3 separate regions of the Gossypium arboreum genome follow, and all the other regions are linked to region 3. The links are chromatin contacts, called in public Hi-C maps. All regions are on one chromosome and are shown on one strand. Each heading gives the region's core, a stretch centred on a gene start, on an enhancer-like site or on the middle of the called end of the contact. The rest is flanking DNA. Distances are from core to core; before and after follow the strand shown.

Region 1 (2,700 bases), core at 10-2,509, 110 kb after region 3:
CTTATTGTTTCCAAATAGTATCAATCTCACCCATGTTTTGTTTTTATTTACACCATAATCATAATATCATTTGGAAATTAATTTTTGTTCGTAGAATAAAATGAACCATAATGAAAAATAAAGAGGGTGGAGGGAAGTGTAAGTAAGGCAAAGTATACACGCACGCGCTTTTACATGTTCGCAACAAAAAGAAAAAGTAAGTGCGAGTGTGTACATATGTGTAACAGAAGAAAACAAACAAAAAAAACTATTAATTGAAATACGAAAGGAAAAAAAGAGCATGTAAATACAATGAGAGTCGTAGCTGCCATTGCTTCATAATTCATGAAACATAATGCACGAATCATGCACATAACAATTCTGATTCTTGCCTTTTGAAATAGATCATTTCTTGTTGTTTCCAAACATTATCAGCCTCACTCGTTTTTTTTTCTTTACGACATAATCATAATACTATCTAGGAATTAATTTTTCTTTGGATTGTTTTCAAGCAAAGGTTGGTTACTAACATGGAGCGTGTTCGACGAGGAGTTGGGCACAATAGTTCTTGCTCACTTTGCAATCATGAAACAGAGAATATTTTGCATGTGTTACGAGATTGCTCAACAATAAAAGAGTTGTGGATGCAAGTTGTCCCACTTGACCAACATAATATGTTCTTTTCTGAGGACTTACAGAATTGGTTAACTTCCAATCTTTGTTATTCCACGAGATTACCTAAAGGAGGGACAACTTGGTCTTGTCTTTTTGGGATAATTGCTTGGCGTATTTGGAAGAATATGAATCTTTTTATTTTTCAAGGCATAACTTGCAATGCCCTTGAAATTGTTAGAGTCTCTTATACTTGGGCACAACAGTATGAGTTGAACCATAATGAGGTAAAGTTAAATGTTCATGACTCTAATACTCAAACTTCCTTATCAGGGAATTGGGTGCACTTATTCATTAATGGTGCAATGGATAGAGGGTATAGACCAGCGTCTACTGGTGGAGTGTTGCAAGATCGGAATAAAAAATTGATCTTCGGATATAACCCATATCTCGAGAAATGCATGGTCTTTGAGGCCGAACTTTAAAGTATTTTGGATGGCGTGCTTACTTCACTTAGTAATGGATTTAATAGAGCTATGATTCATATTGACAATTTAAAGGTAGTTCAAGCCTTATAAATAATTTTTTACTGATTTGACATGTTCTCAAAGTAGATACTAGAGTTGCCGACTATTTGACTAAATTAAGCTTAGATGAGAGCACATGCCTACTAGTTTATGATGAAGTATCGATAATACCGTAAAAGTTCTAAATCAATATAAAATTAGGGGTGATTTTGATCAATTTGATTGTTTTTCACACAAAAAAAAAAAAAAGGCTGCCAACTATGACCATCAAAGTTAGTTCCATGGGGACATCTTGATGGTCACCCTAAACACCAATGGTGGAAGGGCCCGGCTGTTACTTATAGCCGAACGGAAATCTCACTCTGATCCTGGTAAGCAACTTATTTCTATTATAATTTGAGGTTGGCTGCTATATCAGCATTGGTGATATGGTTCTACTCATTATATTTTATTTATACCAAGCATTGTGTTGAACGATTTTTACCTGGTTTCTCTGATACAAAAGCTGAAACATTTGTCAGATGTTCATTAGTTGCGGTATGATTGATGATAGAGCCATAGTTTTTATTTTTTTTGACATAAATTCACTCACCAAACTCTCAACTGTCATCATTTTTTTTCTTCACCCAAACAGAAAATCAAACCCCCAAAGAAATTTTCACCATAATTTTCTCCTACTTTCCCTCTCTCCATTAATTCTGGAAAACCATTAAAAAAGAAAGGCAACTTTTTTTTTCCAATTTCTGTATGTACTGCTTCTTCCCCAATTTCAAGTTTTTTTTTTTGATTTAACCATTCATGTTTTCTCCAAATTTTAATCAAATGGATTGGTCGATTTCATGGGATGAATCATCCCTCAATGCATATAAAGAAGTATTCCGAGCCCTTTGTTTGATTCCTATTTTGCATTATGTAATTGCGTTTATGGTGATTTGGGTAGTTTTCCTTTACAATTTCCTGGAATTTCATTTCTTCCAAGGCTTTTTCAGTGGATTCCGAGGTGCTCCGGTTGCTTTGACCTTTCACCCCACTTCCCATATCTACCATGGCGTGGTTTCCAAGTGCAAGATCCTTCATGGCAGGTACCCTTTTTCCTCCTTTTTCTAGTTTACCCACAAATTTGTTTTCTTTCACTCTCAATCATGATTTTTTTTTTTTGGGGGGGGGGGGGGTTGATTTGGTAAATTATTGCAGGTATTTAGCAACACCGTGGTTATCAAGTCCTCATTTTCAGACTGCTTTTCTCAATTTCTTCGGGAATCCTCCTGCTTTCAGCTACCGCAGGTCCTAAAATTTTTCCGATCTTTTTAATGTTGGATTTAGAATATATATATGTTGGCCCATGTGCTTTTTATCTCACAAAGACCTCTGTTTCCTCAGACAACTTTTTCATGCTTCTGATGGTGGAACCATAGCTCTAGATTGGCTTACAAGTTCTGATAGTAAGTGCAAAACTTTTGATGATATTATGGTAGACATAATAACTACTAGAAAAATTCATACTTTGGGTTGTAAAAAGCTCTTACTTTTGACGTGTTTGACAATTGTACAGTTTCAAGAGGTGCCTTTGAAGTGAATCATA
Region 2 (2,700 bases), core at 99-2,598, 72 kb before region 3:
AAATAACTAAACTATCAAAACACTGATTCAATAGCTACAATAGATTCTCGTATTAGACAAAAGGATTTCCAAAGAGAATAATGCTTCCTCAACTGAGCTACCAACAAGCCACAAAGTAGTTCCTAGACAAAAGCAACAACTAACAAAACAAGATTAATCAAATGCAACTAACCAATTGTTCTAATTCAGTTGAACTTTCACCAGAAAGTCACAGTCTAACAAGCCAGGTTACAAGGAACACATCAGTTCACCATGGTAGACAGAATCTGTATAGATTTGACATCAAAATAAACGACAGCTTCCACAAATGATTAATCAAGATCTTAATGCATCAAACAAAATGATGTGCTTTTAAATGATCAACACTAGTGTTTCCCTCCTTAACCCTCACTCTCCATGACCACATTCACTGCATTAGTAGTTGAAATTGTTATCACCTACTTTTTAAAGAAAAGGAAGATGGAGCAGCCAGCAAATTATATTCCCATAGGAAGGAGTTAAATGATGACCAATTTAATACCATAGAAAAAAATAATAATAGGATTATAAAAAACCTTAACACTCAGTAGAACATGCACAAGGAACAACTTCATTCCAAGGAAAAAAAATATTATAAAACCAATCTAATGACAAAATCTTTTATCCAACAGATGTCCTATAAGTGATACTTTCACCAAATTCAGGTTCAATACCCAAGGTAACCTATTTTACACTAGCTCCCCCCAGAAACCTAAATTATTTTCTTCGGGTGTTACATAAATTCATTTCCAAATATACAAGAATCATCCATATTCAACTATATAACACATTGTACAACCAAAAAAAGGGATATATCTTCACAAAATGGAATTTTGTAAATGAGTAAAAGTAAAAGCTTTCCAACATTTTACAGGGCAAATAAAGTGAAAGCTTATCCTAAAAGTGAAAAGGTTCCAATTTCCCACCGCTAACTTGTAAATTCAAAATCAGAAACGAAATGAAAAACCGGTTTAGGGGAGTTTAAGAATCTTGACATAAGACTCTTTAAACTCGAAGAATTTGTAGTAATTGCTTTGAAGTAAAGAGAGATTTACCCGGGCAACATTAACAAGCTGGGTGAAGTTGTCGACGATGACGGCGATGTCGGTTTCCACTCGCTGCATCATAGTTTTCTGCTTCTGTGCCGCCGCCGCTGCAGCCGCCGCCGTCGGTCCAGTTCCCACTCCCGTTCCTTTGTTCATTGATGTAAAAAGCACACACACACACACACACGCACAACAGAGGATGGGTTACGGGAAACAAAATTGTGCAAAGTTGGATCAAAGTAAAATATGGGAGAGTAAGGGAAATTAAGGAAATTATTTTGGGATGTAGTACTAGTATATCAAATAAAAAGTTGGAAAAGAAAAGGCCACAGCCCAACTATTGAATGCCAAGCCCAAATACAACTTACGCCTCACTAATAAATCAATTGAGCCTTTACGAAAAATACCACCCAATTTAGTTTTGGGTGACTGCTGACTAATTAATTTTTTTTACTCACAGAGGACTCAATGAGCTGCACATTTTTCATAAGGGTTCAATTGGCTTTTTGATTTTTTTTTTTTTTTGAGGTTTTTCCTTTCTTTCAAGACCTTTTATTTTCTTGAAGGCCTTTAATTAGTTTTTTTAAACACGTTCTTTGGTAAATTATTTGATATATTAGTGATGGTGTTTTTTTAATTTCACAACAACAATTGATATTTAATAAATTAAAAACTAGGTTAAAATATCAAATAAGCCCTTCAATTAAACTCCTCATCAAAAATTACACCCAATTAAACCTTTAGAATTCATTTTTCATTTAAGCCCCTAACAGTCATTTACTACTGACATAGCGGGTAGTGTGGTAGTTGACATGACAAGTTAACATGAAAAAATGATGATTTAGAGAGCTTAATTAAATTTTTTTTATCATTTTACGAGGGCTTAATTGAATTTTTATTATTTTACTAAGGACTTAATTAATTATTTAAGTAAAATTATTAAAATTCTAGAAAAATTTAATTGTTAAAATATAAGCTATAAAACTCATAAAAATATTAGAAATTTATAAATAATTATAAAATTATAAATGTCTTTTACCCATCTTTAAATATAAAGAGTTGTAACTTTGAACCTATGTCATTTAGAAGAAAAGCTCATTTTATTTATATCTGAAATTTTATCACACATTTAGAATGTATGCGTTAGTTTAAAAATAAAATATAATAAATAATTAAACGTATAGTTTGAAACAAATTATAATAACACATGTAATATGTATTAAATTAAAATAAAAATAGTTTAAATTGTGAGTAATAAATAGGTAAATGTTTCATGTTAAGAATATTAAATATAGTTCAATTGTTTATCATGGTATTATAAATTTTTTAAGTCGGTATTGAGTTAACTTGTAACACCAATTTAATAAACGACATTATCAATATATACAAATTATGTTGGTGAAACAATTTGTGTAATAATATTGAAATGTATAAAATATCAAAATCAAATGTTAGTTGAAGTGATAAAAAAGATTTTATAGATATTGGTGGAATGAATTTAAATCTCAATATACGCAAATTTGTAACTAATTTCAAGTATGTAAAAGTAGTTTAATAATTTTTCAATCAAATTGGTATCCAATATGCTCACGAAATCAACTCAACCATAAATTTAAATTTTAAACTCATATTTTTA
Region 3 (2,700 bases), core at 141-2,640:
AAAGCTCGTCAATTGGTTGTCAATCCTTTATACCCGGTATGCAGATCTGAGGAGGAGTCGGTGGACCATCTTTTTAGGGAGTGTTCCTTCACACAGTAGGTTTTGCGGGGTTTGGAGATGCCATTTTCAACATGCAACAGAGAAGCCAATTGGAAAACATGGTTAGTAGCGGATTTTGAAAATAAGAGTCTGAAAGCATGCAAAATCAAATCTATCGCTTACTGGGTCATCTGGTATAATCGCAACAAGCTATATCATGAAAGAGTCAGAGAGCAGGTACATGAAGTTGTTGGATTTATCAAGGCTTACTATACAGAAATTTCTAGTATGGGGGAGATATTACAGAATACACATGACATAAAAGACTCAGTCTGGAAACCACCGGATAATGACACCATCAAAATTAATTTCGACGCCTCATTTAATCGAATCACAAGAAGCTCTATTTCAGGAATCATTGCACGTGATAAAGAGGGTTTGCCTATGGCAGCCTGTACCTTTCCATGGGATAATATTTCAGATCCATTTATGGCCGAGGCAAGGGCGTGTTTACAAGCTATTGTCATGGCAGAAGAGCTGGGTTTTCAGGATGTTTGTGTTGAAGGAGATACGCTAACTATTATACGAAAACTGAACTCTGCAGAAGAAGATCGATCGTGTATTAGCAGTTTGATTAAAGAAATCAAGGGGAAAGTTCTCAAGTTTAGGAGATTGTGTTTCAAGCACGTACCTAGGGAAGCCAACAAAGCTGCTCATGAGATGGCAAAGGAAGGAATCCGATTTCAGCACCCTCGATACTGGATAGAAGAGGTACCACCTGTAGTGGAGAACCTGGTAAATCAAGAGCGACGAAACGGTGGTTATGAAGGATAGATGAAGAGGTAGAGTCCGGGCTCAGTGATTTTGATTGCCCGATGAACTTGAAATTTTGACAGAGACTGTGGTTCTAGAAAGATTTGATTCTGGGAGGGAATAGGTCTCTTCAATAGCTGATACAAAGGGGTTTTTGGTTTCAAATGAGGGAGAAAAAGGGTTACTAGAGATAAGGTTTCATGTCTGCCGCTTCATTTTACTTTACAAGCTTCTGGAATAGTTTTTAATTGTGTTTATTTTTGCTTTCTCAAGGCACCGTTTTGGTGCCCAATCATATTTTGACAGTTTTTATTTCCTTTTTTTTTAGACTGGTAACCACATTTATTACTTCTTCAAATCAATAATAGTATCAATTGGTTCAAAAAAAAAAGTATTAATATGATTGATATGGAACAAGTAACATCCCACGTGTGATCCAAGCAAAAAGAATTCTAACATATGTCCTAGCAAAGTGGGTCAAGGGAGGCCCACATGCAATACATGCACATGTCCGTGAGGTGCATAGTTAGAGAAGTATTACCCATAGGCAAAGCCCTAACCAGGAAAGTTGTGATTGGGCGAAGTAAAGGTGACAAGAGCTACTCTATTGAGGTATTAATAACAAACTTCGATTGTACTTCCGAAATTTTTTGATTAATACAATTTTTTCTCTTGAAGCTTGCATCCTAAGAAATATATGGATTTTACTAGATTATTGTGGATAGCTTGAATTCGAGCTTATGTTTTTAAACGAAAGAATATTATGCAAGTTGGAGATGGAGGAAATTGAAATTGAGAGCAACAGGAACCCGAGGTTGTCTTATCAAAACAAAAGCATATATGTCACTAACGTAGATTGGCGGAAGCTTGTGTTATCAAAATTCTTTAGGGGTCAATTTCTAAGCTTCAATGGTCAAATCTTTTGTATTTAAACCACATTACTTACTGACATACATGTTAACAACAAATTAATACGTTTACACCTTGTTAAAAATATTTAAAAAATAATAATAATTAAAATTGTTCACATGCTGTTTGGCCTAATTCAACGAAAGTGTGTGACGTAGAAACCAAAGGAAGAAACGAAAGATAATGAAAGTAAGCGCAAGATTCTGAAAGCAGCCAAGGTAGAGGCTTTGACGTTGAGTGGAGGATGGGCCCATGGTGTTTGTCTCCAAGCCTAAGCTATCTTTGAAATCAACACCGTCCATGCCGAGCATGCAACACAATTTATTGACCCCGCAGGCTCCAATGCAAGCAAAGTCAACCCCGAGATGATGGAGCACCCCATCCAGTCAGTGTCAAACAACAAGAATGGAAACCAAGCTATCCGTTGGATCCACTTTGATTTCATCAAGCTCTTGAAAGCTGACACTACCTCACTCAAGCTTTGGTCTCTTCCTCTTGGACTTGCTTGATGAAGGGATCTTCCTTCACTATTGTAACCACAAAGTTAGAATTTTTTTTCCCAAAGAGTTGGAATTGATTATATATATTTTTAGAGTTAAAATATAGTTTTATCACAGTATTAATTTATATTTTTATAATTTTTAAAAAAATTAAATTAAAATTTTATCATTTTTTTTATAATAAAAAGAGACAATGTAATATTTTTTCATTTTAGGGGGGCTTGGCCCTCCCAACTCCCTTGGTGCTACCTTTGGTAACCACATACTGTCGCCAATGATAGGATCATGATGTCAATGGAGAGGTATGCTTTAGAGGTTGGAATAGTAGACATTGCAAATATTTTTATTATTATCTTATTTCACCTTATACATTATGTCGATGGTTGTTTTTTTATTACAAACATTTCTATCAATAGTAATTCAAAAAATATAATTTTTT

What was found. Hi-C and Micro-C count contacts between places; a contact is called where the count stands out from the background.
Region 1: a contact with region 3 is called in a Hi-C map of leaf, with 2.8 times the contacts expected there. The contact joins the promoter of LOC108476413 here to the enhancer-like site in region 3. A contact is called at or near these places in 2 of 5 Hi-C or Micro-C datasets (both in leaf).
Region 2: a contact with region 3 is called in a Hi-C map of leaf, with 4 times the contacts expected there. The contact joins the promoter of LOC108475968 here to the enhancer-like site in region 3. A contact is called at or near these places in 2 of 5 Hi-C or Micro-C datasets (both in leaf).

Annotation. Positions count from the first base shown.
Region 1 is chr3:128,180,398-128,183,097 of ASM2569848v2, forward strand. It overlaps LOC108476413 (embryogenesis-associated protein EMB8), which reads left to right and starts at 1,260. Exons shown (of 15, transcript XM_017778632.2): 1 at 1,260-1,655; 2 at 2,098-2,200; 3 at 2,313-2,402; 4 at 2,499-2,560; 5 at 2,671-2,700. The coding sequence starts at 1,640.
Region 2 is chr3:127,995,931-127,998,630 of ASM2569848v2, forward strand. LOC108475968 (mediator of RNA polymerase II transcription subunit 22b-like) reads right to left here and starts at 1,349. Exons shown (of 3, transcript XM_017777984.2): 1 at 1,074-1,349. The coding sequence starts at 1,220.
Region 3 is chr3:128,068,136-128,070,835 of ASM2569848v2, forward strand. No RefSeq gene overlaps it. Among protein-coding and RNA genes, the nearest start is that of LOC108476210, 29 kb to the left of the region's middle. Within about 2 kb of position 1,391, at least 1 of the 2 cell types and tissues checked has an H3K27ac peak or open chromatin away from gene starts, as enhancers often do. A contact at or near this core is called in leaf, where this site is marked.